Linked DNA regions of Anser cygnoides: region 2 is linked to region 1. Evidence: chromatin contacts called from public Hi-C data. All regions are on one chromosome and are shown on one strand. Each heading gives the region's core, a stretch centred on a gene start, on an enhancer-like site or on the middle of the called end of the contact. The rest is flanking DNA. Distances are from core to core; before and after follow the strand shown. Region 1 holds the start of MFAP3 (microfibril associated protein 3). Region 2 holds the start of CNOT8 (CCR4-NOT transcription complex subunit 8).

Region 1 (5,426 bases), core at 2,905-5,404:
TTACATTGTGTGTAAAAACATTACAGAGCAATATTAGGAAAATGCTAGGGAAAAGACCTATTTTGCAAAGACCTGTTAGGTACCAATGGATTCTTATGGAGTTATTCAAATAATTTCCTTTATAAAAAACTGAATGACTTCTGAAATGATATGTTGACCCAGCCCCTCCCTGCTCCAAGACAGAAGACGATCTCAGCTTTGCCTGCAGTACTCTCTTACAGGCCACAGAGCAAACAAGCTGATGCGAGGAAAGAGTAACTTGTGATAAGCTGTTGGAGAAATGCTGGAAGTGAGGCTAGTTAGGTAAAGAGGATCATTCTAAGACCTGAGGGTAGGACAGAATGCTCCCAAGGTAAACACTAGATCATAATGCAGGGGTCAAAGTGACGTTGTGCAATTAATCATTTTGTAGCAAGTTCCAAGTTCTGACCACTTGATTTTGCATGTGTGTACAGACATTTCCGATCTTTTTTCTTGCCCAGCTGAACTCAAAAATAGAAGGAAAATTGCTCAAGGCCATTACCTTTGATTCACTCTCTCTGGAAAGCATCTCTAAGGCCTCCAGATGCGAAAGACCCTGAAACTCGTCAAACAGTAATCCATAATGGGCTTTCTTCTCCGTAGCCATGGTAACCTCAGTAGCTGTCTGCTGCTCTTCTTTCTCCTTTGCCTCTCGTAAGACCTGAAAAAGAAAACCAAAGGACTCAGATCAGCACCAGAACATATGGAATAGGGAAGAGAAGACTTATGGTTTAACAATAAGAAATGGCTGCTTAATGACAGGACCGCAAAAGAAGGAAGAACAAACAAGAATCAACAAGGAGTTGATATGAAACAGCCATACCTGAGATAGCGTAGAGTTTCTGTTCATTAGGCCCTTTGTTTTTTTGAATCCAGGGTCTCCCTCAGCTATCACATCCATTGTCTTTTTTCCGATGAATTCCAAGGCATCTAGACCTCCACTAATCACACTTTTCCCCTAGGAAGCAGATTTGGATATGGTCAGTGCATAAGAGTCACAGAAGACTAAACAGCTTATACTGGGGGCTTTATACAGTCTGCGTTACGCTAGGCACTCACATACAAGCCAAACTGGTCCTTATCACTCTAGAATTCAACACTAATCACCAAAATCAGAGCAGAAAGGCATGGAAAGAGCCACAATACACTATCATCCAACAGTTTAATATAGCACTCAGACAGCTGCAGCAATCTGATGGGAAACATTTTTATTTTGTGAAGGAGCTGGTTCTCAGCACATTTAAGTATTTAGTTTTTAATTGCTCCAATCAGAAAACGCTAGACCTGTGGGCTGTGTTGGTTGCTAAATTCTTGTTCAAGCCCTAAAAGCAGAAGCAAGCTTTCCATCTGCAGCTCTTTCAGATTCATGGGCAAATTGACAAGACGGTAGATCACAAAAGCACAGTTTCTAAGGGTAATGGGTTCTTTGAAGTGTATTTCTCATGGTCACAGGAGCAAGCCGATTTCCAAGCAATTGAGGCCAGTTTCACAGACGTTTTTGAACCCGAGAATGGATTTCATCTCTAGACAGTTCTGTGAAAATCAGTGAAAGTATTCCATGAATTAGCCTGACCCTCCATTTGGCCATGTACTCTAAAGGAAGAGAGCATGGTAACAGAGTATAGAGGTGACATGCATGGCAATGCACGCACCACACAGTCCAATGTTGGGCATCTTTGTTATGCATCAGCATTTAATATAAAACTAACAAAATTCAAAACAACTGACACATCAAGTGCCAGTTAGAAGCATGGCACGAGATAAAGACTGTCTGAACGCTGAGATAGTCTCTCACCATTTATGCCAGAAAAGCCAAAATTAAATGTTTCCTGATAAGATACTTCAGACAATGCTCTCAAGCACATTTTTTTCTGCCTTCCCAACTCACTCACTGTGCTTTGGACAGCAGTAGAGATGGTTGATAAAACACCAAGAGCCCCAGCAATAGGAAAGGGACTGCCATCAGCAATTGCATCTGTGCTGTTATCATCAGGATTCTCACTTCCTGCAATAGAAGGTAGAAAATTAACTTCCTCACTCCCCCAAAAAGATCCTGTCACCTGCTGAGTGGAGAAAATTAACAAACGCAAAGTGTCAGTCAGGATCAGGCCTAGAATTGCTATTATTCTCCCACCTACTTTTCGGAACTAACACCAGTAAGCAATAATGTGTTGTTTTAGCACTTAGTTATCTATACCAATATGAGAGATACGGAGTAATGTTACGATATTTTGGGGCTGATTATATTGTAAGATATGTTTCAGTGTTATTCTTATGCAATAAAAACTGACCTCTTGTAGCATCTCTGGTCTCCGAAGAAATTTCACTAGGACTGGGGATCCCAAGAGTTGTTTCTGCTTTTTCTATGACATTTGAAATACCTTGACCTAGAGAAAGATAGCAGTGTTACTTTAACCATGAGATACATTTTATTCCTCATTAGAGCAGAAACAGGATCAGGGTTGTATATTGTTTCTCTACTGTTCTGGCTTCCTCCTGTTCAAAACAGTTTAACCCACGCTAACACCTACTACTCCCCGTCTTGCTTGCTTGCCAGTTTAATGAACTCACGTTTCATCTCAGGTTTGCAAAAATTTCATCTCAAGTGGCAAAGCTTTAAAACGTCAACTGAAAATTATGCAAACGCCTCAAAAACTTGAAAGTAGTTTTGTTTGTGCACTTCTCTTTAATGTTATTGTACATTTTGGTACAGGTTTTCCCTTTACTTGAACAGTTCTCTTGACATTTTCCAATACTTGCTTCTACAACAGAACCCCATTCTCTAGAAACAAGCTCAAAAGCATTAGCTTGTAACGTGACATATGGTTACAACATTTATCAAATACCAGAAAGAGACTTACCTACAGTAGCTACAGTGGCAGATGCAGTTGACAGAAGAGATTTCCCCCAGCTTCCCCAGTACCCCCATCCTGTCTGAGCTGCAGAAGGAGAATCTGAGGCCTTTAATGAAGAAAAGCAGAAGACAGTGATGCAGATATGATGGTGTCAAGAGGAACACAATCAGCTTGTGATGCGTAACTTTTGTGACACTTTTTCTTTTCAAATAAACAGCGATGTCAATTTTCAGAAAAGGAGTGAGGCTTACAGTCAGAATTCTTCTGAGCATAAAGCCGTGAAACATGAAGTCATGTCATTCAGACCTAGCACAGAAACATACCTTGAGGGTGTCAGCAGTGGACTTTTCTGTGGCAGCAGACTGACATGGGGGTTTGGGTTCAGGTCTTTTCCGAGTCATAGGCACAGGCTCTTGCTCTTTCTCTTTGCTGCTCTCAGCGTGGCCAAGTTCTTCTGATTTTTGTTCATTTTCGTAAGAAGCTTCCTCTTCCAGATTTTCACCGCTGTCTTTTTCAGACATGACTATGACAATCACAGAAAGCACAGCAGATAAAACAATCACTTCCATGTACACACTGACATTAGTTTTAAATAATTAAACGCAACGATTCAGATCCCTTCTTGTTACCACACATACCTGCATGAACAGATTATATTTTTAAGCGAGCCTGCACACCGCGTTATGTCTGGCTGCACGAAATGTCACACCTGGAAGTTTAAAGCCCCACAGGAACACGTGGCTTTACCTCACCACCACACGAAAAAGACAGGCTGTTAACTCTGAAAAACAAACGGAGAGGTACAAAAGGTCCTCAGATGATTAAATCCGTGACCTGCTTCTCCAAAAAAAATAAAAGGGGGGAGGGGGACAAATCGTGTGGGGTGGCTGCTCTGGAGGGTGCTGGATCCCGAAGGGGAGAGCAATGAGAGTGGGTGGTGGGGACGCTGAGGGTCGTTTGGTTCAGTATTTAGGGCTGAGATTCCTCAGGGTGTTTGAGCCACCCAGGACATGAGATGAACCCCAGAGGAGCCCCAGGAGCCTGAGGAGCCCCAAGAGCCCCAGCAGCCCCCGACACCACTCCCAGGGCCCTCCCAGGGCCGGCCCGAGACCGGTCCCGAGCTGCCGGCCGCCCAGCGCCCCCCGTGCTCCCACCCCACAGCCGCGGCCCCTCAGAGCACCCCGGGGCTCCCTAAACCCCCCCTCATCCCCCCTACCACCCCCCACCCCGCCCCATCCCTCACCCCGGGGCCGGGCGGACCGCACCATCGAGACGAGGCGCAGAGCGGCCCCGGCCGCCTCAACCCGGAAGCGGAGCGGGGCCCGGAAGGGCGAGCGGGGGGAAACGCGTCCGGGCGGCGGCGGCGGCGGGGCCGGAGCTGGCGGTGTCGGGGTGCGGGTGCCGGTACCGGAGGTACGCGGGGCTGCGGCCGGGCCCCCCCGAGCTCCTCACGGCGGCGCGGCCTTCCCTGCCTGTCAGAGCCGGGCGGGGAGCGGCGCGGCGGCGGCTGCTCGGTGGTTTATTTTGGGGGGGGGGGGAGGAGGGGGGGAATATTATGGCGTGACGTCACGCCCGGTGACGTCAGAGCCCGGTGACGTCAGAGCCCGGTGACGTCAGAGCCCGGTGACGTCACGCCCCCGAGGCCGTCGGGCTGTCACACGTCGCGGCTCTGTCCCTGCGCCCGGGGCCGGGGGCCGCTCGGTTTTCCTGCCCCCGCGGGGGGAATTTGGCAGTTTTTAGCAGTTTTTAGCACGTTTTATCCAATTTTGAGGACTTTTTATGCGGTTTTTAGTGGTTTTTAGCAGTTATGGGGGTGAGGGTTGTTGCTGCCCACAGCGCGAGCCCTGGGCCCTCCTGGGCCCCTTCCCTCAGGCTCGCACCTCCCGCTGGTTTCGGGGCTGGTTTGGGGGATTTGGGGGTTTTGCAGCTCTTTGGGCTGGTTTGGGGGTTTTTGGTTTTTCTCCAGAGCCGCTGCAGGCCGAGGGCGAGCTCTCCCTGTGGGCATGCCCGTGCTGGCAGCGGTGGCCGTGGCTCTCCCCAGCATCACGCCCGTATCGCCCCCAACGTCACCCAAACTCACATTTTGGGGTTACTGACCGTGCTGTGAGCCCTGACCGTAAAGCCAAAGAACCTCTCGGGCCCCAGTTTTGCAGCACTTTATAAATATGTGCAGTTTTAAGTGTTCTTAGTACTCCCACTGACCTCAGTGGGACTAGAGTACTTTAAGTGAAACACACGTTTTTTCAGGCTGAGAGCCAGCGATGACTCCTGTAAGCATACGCATCGTGGATTTTCATCTTCGCGCTGCTTTGTGTTGTTACAGCTCGGTTTCACAAAGGTTAAATGCGTTGAGCTCAACCTGGGGTCCGGCTGTCAGCTCGCCAGTTTCTGGCCTGCACATTTCATCTTGCTTGGCTCCAACGCCTTCCTGAGGAATTGTACCGTTGGCACCGCTCGCGCTTTATCCTTTCTGGATCCTTTATCAGCTCCAGCAGCTGTTTTGCATAAGTGTGGTGGTCGAAGAATGTGGGTTTTGCAAATCATTTTCCC
Region 2 (4,836 bases), core at 1,436-3,935, 260 kb after region 1:
TTGCATGGCCATACATGCACGAAGCAATATATGCTGTTGTAAGCAACATCTCAGGCTAGCAGTAGTTAATGCTGCAGAGAGATCTGCAAGCACGAATAGCGGTGGTGCCTTGTTGTCTGCCTGATTTCTTGCACCTACCACTATATCTATATTTTTATCAATTAACTTTTTCTTGAAGGAATATTCCTGAACTCCCCTCCCAACCAGTGCTGTTTGTCATCAGTACAGTAAACATTTGCTGTTGTTTCATTTCAGACTTAGAACCTTTGCTGTTTTCATCAATGCTTTCTCTTGACTAATGGGATCTATTCCCTAGTGGGGAAAGAGTTTTTTTAGTTCTCAGCTGTTGCTACTAATTGTTATTTACTGTAGACAGCAGACTCAACAGGGAGCAATGCAATTCCTCCAAACTATTTGCACATGTACAGAGGAGGAAGTGGGAACTGGCATCTAAAGAGCATGAATGCTGTCCTGTCCTTTATTTGGACTTGATCTTGCACTGGGAGGGCTGTTCATCCAGTATCCTAAAGAATGTGATAAGCCAGTGAATTTCACAGACCTCAGTGTTCTTTTTTAACCTCTGTTCAATTCAGACACGGGTTCTATCTGAAAGATTTATGCCCAGTAGGAGCAGACAGATTAGAGTATTAGTCATAAGGATGTAAACTTCATTTACCTGCTGCTGCAAGTCTGGGTCTAGTGCAGGTCAGCAGTAATCTAAAAGCTGCTTCTGTTTGTTGGTTAGCCTGTGTCCTAAACTGGTACCGTCACTAGAAACCCTCCAGTTAATGCAATCCCTGCCAAGGCTCAGCTCTGAGGAACGCACAAAGTCTGATTTTCTCTTAGTAGAAATGCTTTTTTGATCAGACATTTCATAAAATAACTTCTCTTTGTTAAAGGTGATAACTTTCTGCCAATTTAGCATGTTGCATGAATTACACAACCTGAGTGAAGTTCTGAGCTCAGAAGGCAAAATAGTAACTATCACCTACAAAGATAAACGTTGAATCAAAATAGAGCTCAGAAGATGCTGACAGCATCAAGGTCACTTGACAGAGAGCAGTGTCCAGAAAAAACCTCTCCATTTACATCTGCATTTCTGCTGAGGTATGAACGCTAAACCTGAGAGACTGAACTATGCCTGAAGTGTAAGAGATACCAAGATTTATTTTTTTTTCCAGATACTTTTATTTATCTAAATGGTAATCAGGCTGCTGAGTCAATGAAAGCTTCCAGCTGACCCCGAACGCTGGGCAGATAGCAATTCTGAAGCACTATGAGAAATGTAATCCATTTTTAACAGATGCAACCCTGTCCGAGGAGGCTGGCAGCCTAAAAGCGAGGAAATACTATCTAAGCGTTATAATTCGTAGACAGGCTTCCAAATCAATCACGTATCTGCCATCAGCCAGTAAAGCAGTGGTGCTGGCAGCTGCGTGACACTAGAAGCCGTGTTGGGCTGTTTTAGTGAAGTTTTGGTGTTAATGTGACTTAAATAACGTTTCTGGAACAGAAGCCAGAGCCAGCTCAGAGCTGGCAGACGGGGCCACCACAGCGACCGCTGAGGCGAGGCGGCGCTGGCAGGGTCGGGCCGTGCCCAGGGTGACAAAGGCCCGCACCCTGCTGCCTCCCCCCGCCCGCAGCCTTTGGACTCGCCCAAGCTCCGCGCTCTGGGAGCGCCGGGCGAGCCCATCTCCCTCGTGCGCAGGGGGCGCGCCTCAGCGCAAGGGCAGCGGCCCTGCGCATGCGCACAGATCCGCGCAGCGCTCCTCCCTCTCCCCCCTCCCTTCCCCTCCCCTCCCCTGCGGGCGCGCGCGCGGCGGGCGCGCGGCAGGGCACGTTGCGGCGCGCGCGCGCCCGCCCGCCGCCGCCTCTTCCCCACCCACTTCTCGCGAGATCCGGGGAGGGCGAGCCGGAAATCCCGCCTAAGGCCCGGAGGGAGGCCTCATCGCGCCTGCGCGGTGCGCCACGGGCCCGGCCCCGGCTTCCGGGCAGGTAGCGGCGGGGGTGGGGGGAGGGGAGCGGAGGGGATGGGGGAGCCCGGAGCAGATGAGACGCGGGGGGAGCGGCGGCTAGAGCGGCCCGCGGGGGGGCGGGGCCCGGCCCGGCTCCAGGGGGCGGCGGCGGCGAGGAGGTGAGGGGGGGCCGGGAGCCCTCGGAGCCCCTCAGGGACCCCTCGGAGCCCCCCGGGCCTGTCCCGGGAGCCTCCCCCGGGGCCGGGCCGTTCGCGCGGGGCCGCCCCGAGGCCGTAAGCGGGGCGTGGGGGCGGGAAGGGCCCGGCCGGGGCCTGTCGCGGCTCTGCCCCGCGGTGAGAGGCCTCGGCGCGGCCTGCGGGGCGCCTGGCGCGGGCGCGGTGCCGGCGGGGCGCTCCGGGGGAAGCCGAGCTGTCTGCGCGGGTGCCTCAGCCCGGTGCGGGGTGGGGTAGGGGGCAGGTAAGGGGCTCCGGTACCTGCCCTGTTACCTGTGTGCCCGGCGTGCTTTAGATCGGCTTCTCCTTCACCGCGTCCACAGGCTCACAAAATGCCCAAAATCCTCTTGCAAGCTTCACGCGGGCTGTCTGAAGGTGCAAACAGAAGCATGAGCTGCTCTGCCAAATCCTTCCTTCCTTCACGGAGATCTTCATGTAAAACACGATTTCTTTTACCTGTTTAGCACAGCACGCTGATTGGATCGTGCAGCTTGCAGCTCTGCCCTGCCATCTGAATTCACCGGCTGTCTTTGCCCTGGTCGCTGCAAAATGCCTGCAGCCCTTGCAGAGAACAGCCAGGTTATCTGCGAAGTATGGGCAAACAATCTGGAAGAGGAGATGAGGAAAATCCGAGAGATTGTGCTAAGTTACAGCTACATCGCGATGGTAAATGTTTTATACGTGATCTGCTTGTCTCAGGGAAGGGGTTTTGGGTGGGGAAGGGGATTTAGTTGGTTCTTGGGCAAGAAACGATTTCCCCTGTTCCTGACCAAATTAAGCTAGAAGTGGTGAAAAACTAGAAAGCTGTTCATGTTCATTTCCAGAACGTAGTGCATATGTCGTGTTCAGATTGACTGATAGGCAGGAAAGAGAGACCACCTGAAACAACTGGATTAATTTAATATTTAGTCATTCAATGTGTGTTAGCCTATGCAATAGAAAATGGAATGGGTCAGATGTACAAAGTCTTTAGTGTTCTGCCGCCGTATTTGTCCTTTGAATTTCTTTCCCCTTTTGGCTATGGAAACTGACGCAGAACTGTAGGAAGAGAAACCTGCCAGTGACAGCTCGTTAGCAGGAGTGTCTCTTTCTGGTGTGGTCAGATGTTGATTCTTGTGGAAGAAAAATATTCTGGCTGTAGATATGACAGTGTGTTCCAGGAGGTTTTACTTAAGAAGACCAGAATATCCTCCGGTTGGAAGGATTCTCTGCTCTTAATAGCCTACACTCACTTGGCAGGAGCTGGTCAGTTCCATACATGTTTTTAGTTACGGTACTGTAAGTTATGCCAACTTTGATTGGGGTTACTAAACTTAAAGATGTGAGAAGTCTGTTATAAAAGTGTGGCATAAAAATACACGTCCCTTTAGGGTCTGTAAAATCCAACGTAGAACAAAGTTGTGCAAGTAAATAGAATCTTTTGTTGCCATATGCTGATAGGAAGTGAGCTCTCTCGCTTCAATTTGAGTTCTGTTTCATCTCACTGAGAGTGTTCATCACCTGTTTTAATAGCTGTGTTGTAGGAGTGGACACACAAAGACATTGGGCAAGAGAGAAATGTTGTAAGATATGCAGCACTGGGTTCTTTATGAAAGTTTTCGTGTATGCTGTAGAAGTTACGTGATGTAATCTAAGAGTAAATATAGTCTAAAAGTTTGGGTTTCAGCAAAGATAGCACACAATCACTGCCTAAGTAAAAGAGTTTTCACATAGTAGATGGAAATGAAAGAACACTTGTAACAGTGTAGTATCCGTAATAGAATATGAAACAGGATTAAAAATAAGAGTTTTTTATAGAAGGATTCACAGAATGCAGCGTTGAGACCTGCAAGTGTGGAATTGAACATTCTCCTGGTGGAACAAGTGATGAAATAAGATTTGCTCTTCTTTCCCAGGACACAGAGTTTCCGGGGGTTGTTGTAAGGCCAATAGGTGAATTCCGCAGCTCCATCGACTATCAGTATCAGCTCCTTCGGTGCAATGTTGACCTTCTGAAAATTATCCAGCTGGGCCTGACTTTCACAAATGAGAAAGGAGAATATCCTTCCGGGATCAACACCTGGCAGTTTAACTTCAAGTTCAACCTTACGTGAGTCTTCTGAGCTAGGGAATAGTCTGCCCACTGCTGCTGAAGTGGTGCTTGTCTTTGGGAAATGCAGAAGCCCGTCCGTGTGTTTGTCATCGGTGGTTGGTTCTGAGCAGTAACAATTCAGATTCTGATTTTATGGAACCCTATTTTGGCATGACAGGAGTTGCAATATTTCTGGAAGTCAAAGCCATTCTAAAATACTGTCTGTAATACCCTTTCCCTTCATAAATAGCCTATGCCCAGTAGTTCTGTGTGCCCTAAATTTGGCTTCTGGAAAAATGTTATGGTCTTAAACTTTATACACTTTCTGTATCTGTCTCTCTATATTGTATAATCATTTAAACAATTAAATCCATCTCTTCCTGCTAAAAAGAAATGGATGTGCTGTTTTCAGCAAAAAGGAGAATCTCTCTTTGCAGATCCATGCTAAAATATAAACTGGCATCTAAAGAAAAAAAACAGTGGAATTGTCACAGCTGTTCAAGGGGATGAATCTTGTTATAAGGAGTGTAAATCCTAACTGCAGTCCAGTTAAGATTTCAGAACAGCTTGTTTTGTA

What was found. A called contact is a pair of places that touch in the nucleus more often than the background predicts.
Region 2: a Hi-C map of liver shows a contact between it and region 1, with 1.7 times the contacts expected there. The contact joins the promoter of CNOT8 here to the promoter of MFAP3 in region 1. A contact is called at or near these places in 3 of 7 Hi-C or Micro-C datasets (granulosa cells and liver).

The regions. Positions count from the first base shown.
Region 1 is chr14:7,141,021-7,146,446 of Taihu_goose_T2T_genome, forward strand. MFAP3 (microfibril associated protein 3) reads left to right here and starts at 4,155. Exons shown (of 3, transcript XM_067005428.1): 1 at 4,155-4,289. It overlaps FAM114A2 (family with sequence similarity 114 member A2), which reads right to left and starts at 4,275. Exons shown (of 19, transcript XM_067005426.1): 1 at 4,120-4,275; 2 at 3,515-3,657; 3 at 3,200-3,399; 4 at 2,883-2,982; 5 at 2,313-2,408; 6 at 1,914-2,026; 7 at 845-979; 8 at 524-682. The coding sequence starts at 3,397.
Region 2 is chr14:7,402,341-7,407,176 of Taihu_goose_T2T_genome, forward strand. CNOT8 (CCR4-NOT transcription complex subunit 8) reads left to right here and starts at 2,686. Exons shown (of 6, transcript XM_013176015.3): 1 at 2,686-2,854; 2 at 4,084-4,277. The coding sequence starts at 2,738. It overlaps FAXDC2 (fatty acid hydroxylase domain containing 2), which reads right to left and starts at 2,653. Exons shown (of 10, transcript XM_066977234.1): 1 at 2,462-2,653.